2 separate regions of the Sus scrofa genome follow, and region 1 is linked to region 2. A link is a contact called in public promoter capture Hi-C data. All regions are on one chromosome and are shown on one strand. The core of a region is the stretch at or near the end of the contact, and the rest is flanking DNA. Distances in the headings are between cores, read along the strand shown.

Region 1 (4,890 bases), core at 1,286-3,785, 64 kb after region 2:
TTTTTTTTTAAGGGCTGCATCCTTGGCGTATGGAAGTTCCCAGGCTAGGAGTCAAAACAGAGCTACAGCTGCCTGCCTACACCACAGCCACAGCAACGTAGGATCTGAGCTGTGTTTGCGACCTACACCATAGCTCATGGCAACGCCAGATCCCTAACCCACTTGCGAGGCCAGGGATCAAATCTGCGACCTCATAGTTCCTAGTTCCTGCTGCACCACAATGGGAACTCCACAAATATATTCTTTATATCTTGTAAGCATCTGACCAAAAGAAAACAAAAATAACAAGCTTACTTTTAGCTACAGTTACCTTGAAAATTAAGCCTCTTAATAAGGAAAATGGGAGCCTCTCCCTAGATAGAACTGTAGGAAAATGTTTAAAAGGCAAATCCTTTTATGGCAGAAAAGAGGTGTAGAAATGCAAAATCTTGGCTCTAACATTAATTTGGGGTTAACTATAAAACATGCGGTGGCTGGGCTTCTCCGTTTGTAACTTGGAATGTCACCTGGATATGTTAGCTACATTTGCATTATTTTAGCAACATGTTAATAATATTACGACACTTTAAAACATACGATTTTTAACAGCTGAAAAATATACATAATGCTTTTCTACAATGTGCTTTCTTCAACACTGAAAGATGAAGAATGTAACATCTACAAGAGCCCTTTGAAAAATGATGCATCATGAAGGTTAAGGATCTGGCATTGTCACTGCAGTGGTTCAAGTCACTGCTGTGGCGCAAGTTCGGTTCCTGCCCTGGGAACTTCTGCTTGCCACGGGCATGACAAAGGAAGAAAGGAAGAAAGGGAGGAAGGGAGGGAGGGAGGGAGGAAGAAAAGCACAGAGATTCTTTAAAATAGGTGTAGTGAGGGAGTTCCTGTTGTGGCTCAGTGGTTAGCGAACCCAACTAGTATCCATGAGGATGTGGGTTCGATCCTTGGCTTCGCTCAATGGGTTAAGGATCCAGCATTGCTGTGAGCTGTGGTGTAGGTCACAGATGCGGCTCGGATCCTGCGTTGCTGTGGCTGTGGTGTAGGCTGGCAGCTGTAGCTCCAATTCGACGCTTGGCCTGAGAACTCCCATACACCTTGAGTGCGGCCCTAAAAAGCAAAAAAAAAAAAAAAAAAAAAAAAAAAAAAAAAAAAAAAGAAAAGAAAAAGGCACACTGATCTCTGAGATGAAGCTCCAGATGCTTAAGTGCCTTCTCCAGTATTAGACCCAGTGGCTGAGGGAAGACGTTCCAAACATGTATTCCCCAATTACACACAGGCCCATGCTCCTGATTCACCCCACGCAAGATACTGCTAAGCTGCCATCAGGAAGACATGCGTTTTGTGAGGTTTTGCAGGAATGGCAATACGTCTGAATTCTGTTATTACTACATGACCAACAGTAAACCATCCTGAGCGTTGGCCTGGGATGAGATTGGCTGCCGGTCCCAGGACGGGTCCCCAAGGGATTCTTACTAACGTTTCCTTTCCCCGTGTTCCTCCAGCTCTTGGACCGTCACAACCAACCAGCGCCACCAAGTGCCACGTTGAGCGGGGCGTACGCACCGTACCCTCCATCCCCACAACATCCTTATTAGGAGGTAATCACCCACTTTACAGACCCAGGTGAAGTAACTTTCTGCAGATCATTTAGCCACCAGAATTAGGATTCAATTTACGGTGAATTAACTCGCACTTTTCGACGTGCCATTTGCCGTTTATTGCCAAATTTTCACTGTTCAGGACTTTTTTTCCTTCCTTTGGTCAAGCCAAGAAGGGTTTCTAATTAAAGGCCTCGATTCAAACTTTGGATCCTTTGTCCTCTCCCATTAACTAGTGGCAGGACTGTGGTCCTGACTCCCAGTTTCTGTTTTCTTATCTGATTAAAAGAAGAAGAAGAAGAAGAAGAAGAAGAAGAAGAAGAAGAAACAAAGAAAGAAATAGCAAGTATCCTCTTTCCCTGATGTTTCAGAAAACATGTATGTGATGTGCCGCTCTGATTACTCCCAGGGCTCAACCACTCACAGATGTCCAGAACTACTTGGTTTTATTAAAATTCAACTCAGGTGTCGGTGGCCTCTGCGTAGTGGAAGAAAGTGGCTGAGGACAGGAGCTGGTTTCTTTTTCTTCAGCTGAATTTGATCTCACTGCAGTGAAACGGCACCTGCTTTTTCAGCCTTACTCCTTTCGGTAACTGGCCCAGACAGAACCTGGTCCCTGGGCAGCAGGGAGGTGGGTGCAGAGAGGGCTCAGGGACGCTGGCGGAGCTTGCAGAAAGAGGCACAAGGGAATCCAGCCAGTGTCTGCTCTGGGGCAGCTGCTGTGATGTGTGAGAGGTGCGTGTGTGCTCACACTGAACGCTCACATGGAAGGTAATTGTTCACAACGTTTAGAAAACCACGGTGAGCCTCGGATATGGACAACCGGCCAAGGAACAGCCTCTGGGCAGGAAGCATCACGCCTCCTAAAACGATGTAATAATTACTGCAGATGCCCCATCATTGCAATCCCGCCTCGGAGGAGAAAGAGAACGCGGGGAGCAGTACCCAGGAGGCCGCAGTTTCCGATCCCAGACTCGGCGCCGGCTGCTGGGAGAGAGGCCGCCACCTCCCCCCGCCTCTCCTAAAACCCCCAGCGCCCCGCCTACCTCGCTAGTCCCGGGATAAAACTTGCTCTTAAAGGAAGGGAAACTCGATGTGCTGTCAGTGTCTGCAGAACTGTCCGTGTCAGAGGCTCCCATCCGCTACCGCACACGAACCGCCGGTGACAGCGGCCAGTCGGCAGCCCGCTTTCCTGACTTCCTGATTCCTGGGCGGGCACTGCCCCTAGCAGGTTGGCTGGGGAAACGTAATGCTGCAAAGGTGCTGGGGATTTCCGATGGACATGTTCTAAAATTAGGTTTTGATGATGGCTGTACGACTCAGAATTAAATTCACTGAATTATTAAAAAAAAAAAAGAAACTAATAGGTACTTTGCTATAAGTGGCCGAAAGACCACAACAGGATCAATGAGGCCAAAGGAAAAAAGGATGTAATTTTTCTTTGGGCACGAGTTTTTATCATAACTAGTCCTTATCCACCGTTATTTTCTATTTGCCTCGTAGAAATAATATAATATATATATCAAAAAATTGAAAGGGACAAATGTAGAAGGAAATAATTTTTAAAACAGATGTGAAGCAGAATTTTACTAAGGAATATAAAGAGTATATAAGAGAAAAAATAAAAAGCAAATATATAATAAAAATTAATGTAAATAGATTCACAGGGGAAGGCACTTTGTTTTTAAACAATTAAATAATAAGCAGGTATTTCAGATCTAAATATGTCATTTATAAATTATGCAACCAGCAAGCCTATCCTAGCCAGAGCTGCACAAAATCACCTTTGGTTTAAAACAAAAGACAACGTACAGCAAAGTATCTGTTCAAATACAAGCCAAGGGCAAAGAGAGTTCTGTTCGTGAAACTTTAAAGAAAACTCACGCCTGGAAAATAATCACAAATAAAAGGCAAGCAGAAAAGACAATGCGAAAGTCAAGGAAAATCTAAGAAGTAAACAAGAAGGAAAAAATACAAACAAAGCAAATTCTGTCCCAAAGTCCAAAGGAAGCGGGGAGTGTCCCCTATTTTCTATGATCTGCATCAACAGGTTGTGTTCACCGCTCTCTCCTTCCCCCAAACACATTTATATCTCTGCCCCCAAACTCATTCACATATAGAGCCGTCCAAAGTTTGGACTTTAAACCTACTTTTTTTTTTTTTTTTCCTTTCATGCTTACAGTTTTTGCTTCTTTCCCTTTGCTTTTTACTTTAGCCAAAAACATCTGTTCCACCACTGCCTTTTCCTGTCAGGGATGGACTCCCACAGGCTAGAAATTGATCTAAGGCTTCCAGACTCCCTGTCTCAGCTAAATCTTCCAAACATTCTTTTCTCCCAGGTGATTTTTTTTTTTTTTAATTTCTGACTCCTTCTGTCTGATTCTTCAATGGATCTTACTCCACGAATCCCAGAGATGTTTACAGTCTTAACAGTATATGTCATCTATTAGTGGAGCTGTTTTTTGCTTTTCTAAGATCTCAAACAGAATATAACTGGTACTAATTCCAACACCAGAGAAATAATGCAAAACATGTAAACAATCCCCAGAACCAGAAGAGACAGAAGGCTTGCTAAGTAATAAATTCTCCTTGGCCACAGACCACATCAAAAAAAAAAAAAAAAAAAAAAAAAAAAGGCATTACTGACTCTGATCCCCAAACCAGGAGGTACCACTGTTCTTTACAGGTACTTCAAAATCCATCAAGCTAGAATTCTAGATAGACAGAAAATTTTTATCCTAAATTTGGGTTGAATCTTTTGAAACCAAGAATATTTTCTTTCCTCACATTTTATACCTACTGGTATAAATCAATACATATGAATTAATCACATTTCTTCTTGGACTAGGAGACAGTTGGTTTGATGTCAGTGTATGAGATTTATTTAACTCAAATATTTACTCTTTAAGCTTATTTAGGTGATGGGACGGATATCAAAATGTAGGTTTTAGTGAAAGGAATAAATACAGAACTCAGGACACAAATACTAAGAAGCTAAGTAGTTAGCTTGGAGGGTTACTTGGAAATTACTTGGAGAGTTTAAAACTCTAAATACTAAGAAGCTAAGTAGTTAGCTTGGAGGGTTACTTGGAAATTACTTGGAGGGTTTAAAACTCTAAAACTTCTGATGGAAGAATCCAGCAAAACAAAAATAATAATTTAAACTAGAACATGAATCTTAAAGCATTTTCTACACGTGCATAGAACTTTCATAAAGGAGAACACTAGAGAGCATTGAACACTTTATGAAACTAAAACCATGGTTGTCTACCAATTTTTGTGTTGGCCAAAGAGT
Region 2 (4,746 bases), core at 2,165-4,664:
CCTTTTTTAGGACTGTGTAGTATTTCATTGTGTGTATATACCACATCTTCTTCATCCATTCATTTGTCAATGGACAGTTAAGTTGCTTCCATGTCTTGGCTATTGTGAAGAGGGCTGCAAGGGACATATGGGTGCATATAGTTTTTCAATGAAAGTTTTATCTGGATATATGCCTAAGAGTGGGACTGCTGGGTCATTTGGTAGTTCTATACTTGCTTTTCTGAGATACCTCCATACTGTTCTCCATAGTGGTTGTACCAATTTACATTCCTATCAACAGTGCAGGAGGGTTCCCTTTTCTCCACACCCTCTCCAGCTTTTGTTATTTGTGGACTTATTAATGATGGCCATTCTGACTGGTGTGAGGTGGTATCTCATAGCAGTTTTGATTTGCATTTCTCTAACAATCAGGGATGTGGAGCACTTTTTCATGTGCTTGTTGGCCATCTGTGTTATCTTCTTTGGAGAAGTGTCTTTTCAGGTCTGTTGCCCATTTTTCAGCTGGGTTGTTGGTTTTTTTGCTATTGAGTTGTTTGTATATTTTAGAGATTAAGCCCTTGTCTGTTGCATCATTTGAAATTATTTTCTCTCATTCTATATGTTGTCTTTTTGGTTTTGGTTTTGGTTTTGGTTTTTATGGTTTCCTTTGCTGTGCAAAGGCTTGTCAGTTTGATTAGGTCCCATTGGTTTATTTTTGCTTTTATCTCTGTTGCTTTGGTGGACTGACCTGAGAAAACATATGTAAAGTTGGTATCAGAGAATGTTTTGCCTCTGTTCCCTTCTAGGAGTTTAATGGTGTCTTGTCTTACATTTAAGTCTTTAAGCCATTTTGAGTTTATTTTTGTGCATGGTGTGAGGTGCATGGGATTTTTGTGCATTTTGTTCCAGTGTCATTGATTTACATGTGGCTGTCCAGGTTTCCCAGCACCACTTGCTAAAAACCATCTTTTTCCCATTTTATATTCTTGCCTCCTTTGTCAAAGATTAATTGACCGTAGGTATCTGGGTTTATTTCTGGGTTCTTTATTCTGTTCCATTGGTCTGTCTGTCTGTTTTGGTACCAGTACCACACTGTCTTGATGACTGTGGCTTTGTCATATTGCCTGAAGTCTGGGAGTGTTATGCCTCCTGCTTGGTTTTTGTTCCTCAGGCAATTCTGGGCCTTTTTTGGTTCCATATACATTTTTGGATTGTTGGTTGTAGTTCTGTGGAAAATGTCATGCGTAACTTGATAGGGATTGTGTTGAATCTGTGGACTGCTCAATTCAACACCTTTTTAACGGGACTCTTATCGCGCTGGAATCTCACATTCGAGGTCACCGAGTCTGACTGTGATTATCCCCAGTATTTGCTTTGGCAAAGCCTTGGTTGTGAGGTTCACTTAGTAATGTATCATCAAAGGAGTTGTGTGTTTATTTATTTATTTAATCAAGCAAAGCTGGCTTCACGCTTCACAGTAAAGATCATAAGCCCTGTCATATCCACGAAGGCTGGACCCGGGGTTCGGATATCTCTGCGTCACCCCCACACACCCCACCACCACCTCCAGGACACAGCACAGTATTTTTCAGAGTCAGGTACTCAGTTAATGAGAGATTGAATCAATGCGTCTCTGTTTATAATGAAAAGGAACAATTCATATCATATCGTCATCGTAGTTGTTTAATAAGCAGATAAAAGTCCAGAGTAAATCTGTGTCCTACAGGTGGGCTGGTGCAGGTTACCTGGAACGCTGCCTTAAGAGGGTTTTTTGTTTGGTTTTGGCGTTTTGTGTGGTTTTTTGTTTTTTGGTTTTGGTTTTGGTTTTTGCTTTTTTTTTTTAGGGCTGTACCTGCAGCATATGGAAGTTCCCTGGCTAGGGGTCGAATCAGAGCTATAGCTGCCGGCGTCCACCACAGCCACAGCAACGCAGGATCCGAGCCGCATCTAGTATGTACACCACAGCTCATGGAAACGCTGGATCCTTAACCCACTGAGCGAGGTCAGGGATCAAACCTGCATCCTCATGGATACCAATCGGGCTCTTAACCCATTGAGCCACAGTGGGAACTCCCTATCATAATGCTTCTTATAAAAATGATAGGAAGTTGTTTTCTAATATGGCATTAAATTATTTTTTTCTCTGACTTATGTAGAAATAGAAAATAAGGAACTTGCAAGGCAGCCGTCACTGCTGTTAATCAAGCACCTTCGAATATGACACAGATTTATTACGCATAGCGAGATTTCTTCCACGATGAGTTGTAGCCAGTTCTTAAAGGAATTTGCTAGACTCTGATCCTTGAGACTTTTCTATTAGTCTATAGTTGATTTACTATATTGTATAAATATTACAGCAAAGTGATTCAGTTATACCATATGTTTTTTACAATTTTTTACAATTGTTTTTTACAATTATAGGATATTACAAAGTATTGAGTATAGCTCTCTGTGCTGTGTAGTAAAGCTTGTAGTTTACCTATTTTATATATAGTAGCGGGTATCTGTTAATTCCATACTCCTAATTTATCCCTAATTTATTCCATGCTCCTAATTAATCCCATACTCTTAATTTATCTCACAGGATAACTTAGGAGTATGGATTTTAACTCCTGATAAATGCAATGATGAAGATGTCCCAGTTATACCAAAATGAAATAAAAATCCTAAATCCGGTATAAACCGAGTTTCCTGATTTAAAGCAAAGACATAAGTGAATTTAAGCTCTTGGTTTTTATCAAGATCATTCTCTCTCTGGCCCTGTCTTCTTGCCCAGCTACAGTTAAAAGGTTTCTGGGTTTCTGATTTTGTTAAAACCAGGAAAGCTTGAGGTATGGAAGAAAAATAAAAGCCAACAAAACACAATTACATGGAAAAAGGGGGGGGGGTTCCCCGTCGTGGCTCAGTGGTTAACAAACCCAACTAGCATCCATGAGGACGTGGGTTCGCTCCCTGGCCTTGATCAGTGGGTTAAGGATCCCAAGTTGCCGTGAGCTGTGGTGTAGGTCAGGACACAGCCCGGATCCTGTGTGGCTGTAGGGTAGGCCAGCAGTTGTAGCTCCAATTCGACCCCTAGCCTGGGAACCTCCATGTGCTGCAGGTGCAGCCCTCAAAAGAGAAAAGATAAAATAATAAAACAAGTCAATAATTAAAAAGTATCGGTATGAATTCTAAGGGCTGCAGAACATGAGGCAGCGCTTCCTCCCTGTCCTAAACCCCGCAAGGCCTGACAGTGCCGCATTTCAGAAGGCCAGCTGCTGGAGGCTAAGGGCTGAAATCTGGTCACGTTCGGGGCATTGGCGGTGTTGGGCTCTGGAAGCAGCCGTGTTTGCTCCGTGGAGGTTAATATTAAACCCGACGCTCTCAGGAGATGCCTTCTCTAATCTGCTTACGTCCACTTTATCTCAGAGAAAAAGGCAGCAGTTTGAAATGTGAAGGATAATGACTGCTGGAAATGACCGCACAAGCTGAAAGACTATCCAGACAGAGATAACCTCACCACTCGGCAGGTTCTTTATTTTTTTATGAGACTAGTGCCATTGTTATATAACTTTATTATTTTATGGTCCTTTGAACCCCAAGACCTCCCCCTCCCTTCTTACATGAACCCATTAAACCCTGCCAACATCACTGAATCGGTGGCAAGCTTTCTTTCTGTTTTTTTTTCATTGTGCACTTGTGATCGATTGGGCGAAACTGCTTATTCACCGGTGGTCACTGAGTTCACTGGGGAAATGGACTGGGTGGCAACTAAGTCATGTAATATCTAGAAATCTAGGAATGGCAGGCACCAGGAAAAAAAAAAAAAAGCCACTCCCTGTTAACTGGGTCAGGACTAGAGCAAGGCAAGAAAGGCATTGAGCGGGTGTCTGGTGGGGTCGGGGGGGATGTGCAGAACTTAAAGAGGAATCCAAAACTTAGAAATCAAGAGAGACACTATTTTGATGCGATTTTTAAAATTACACCAGAAATTAATGCAAAAAAAAAAAAAATCCATGGTAAGCACACCGTCGATAAGGTACACACAGAATTGAAGCCTACACTTAACAATTCAGCCCCATCTCGCCCTAACCCTGGCGTTTCTGTACTGACTCAGTGACCCCAGAAATTCCACACTTCAGGAGCCCCCCTTTTTACAGCACTATCTACAATTAAAAAGCAAATCTCCCAGAGGGAGCCGCATATTAAATCTCAGCAAATATGTCCTACTGTTAATTAGTCTACTGCAATGCCTTCCAAAAAACAGACGGGGGAGGCTGGAAAGAAAACCAAACACAACCACTGTTGGGTCCTCAGCAGACGGTAAGTGGGACAGCAGTGAGTGAAAGGCAATTCTGCTGCTGATAGTCCAAGACTAAAGCCAACAGGAGCAGTTTTTGACTTGAGGTTTAGATCTCGTTTGTTGTGTATTCTAGATCCTGGACATCAGGGGGCGCTGCAAAGCCATAGACGAAGGCTCGGAGTTCATTTCTACTTGCAAAATTCGCCAGGATCTGCTGCAGCCCAGAGGAGAAAAGAAAAAATTTTTCTCAACAGACACATCCGGCATTGATAGATTGTGCAGCTACTGTGCGTTATCTAACTACAGGGGATTTGTAAAAACTCCTTCAATTCAAGAAGACCTGTAGAAACTTTCTTTGGGCCGCAGAGTAAATACTATGCAAAGCTAGAATAAAAATATTGGATAATAACAATAATAAAGCTATGAATTTTCTCCATCACAGCCATCATTTGCAAACAATGTAGTGTTAAGATTAGATTCAGTAT

Evidence for each region. Promoter capture Hi-C pulls out the DNA fragments that hold promoters and counts their contacts.
Region 1: a promoter capture Hi-C map of fetal liver shows a contact between it and region 2, with 4 times the contacts expected there. The contact joins two enhancer-like sites. A contact is called at or near these places in 2 of 5 promoter capture datasets (fetal liver and liver), 25 of 47 Hi-C or Micro-C datasets (alveolar macrophages, brain, embryonic fibroblasts and 11 more) and 1 of 2 datasets of contacts at active chromatin or transcription factors (skeletal muscle).

What each region holds. Positions count from the first base shown.
Region 1 is chr10:9,560,081-9,564,970 of Sscrofa11.1, forward strand. No RefSeq gene overlaps it. Among named protein-coding and RNA genes, the nearest start is that of SLC30A10, 17 kb to the left of the region's middle. Within about 2 kb of position 2,536, at least 16 of the 83 cell types and tissues checked have an H3K27ac peak or open chromatin away from gene starts, as enhancers often do. A contact at or near this core is called in fetal liver, where this site is marked.
Region 2 is chr10:9,495,072-9,499,817 of Sscrofa11.1, forward strand. No RefSeq gene overlaps it. Among named protein-coding and RNA genes, the nearest start is that of SLC30A10, 48 kb to the right of the region's middle. Within about 2 kb of position 3,415, at least 10 of the 83 cell types and tissues checked have an H3K27ac peak or open chromatin away from gene starts, as enhancers often do. A contact at or near this core is called in fetal liver, where this site is marked.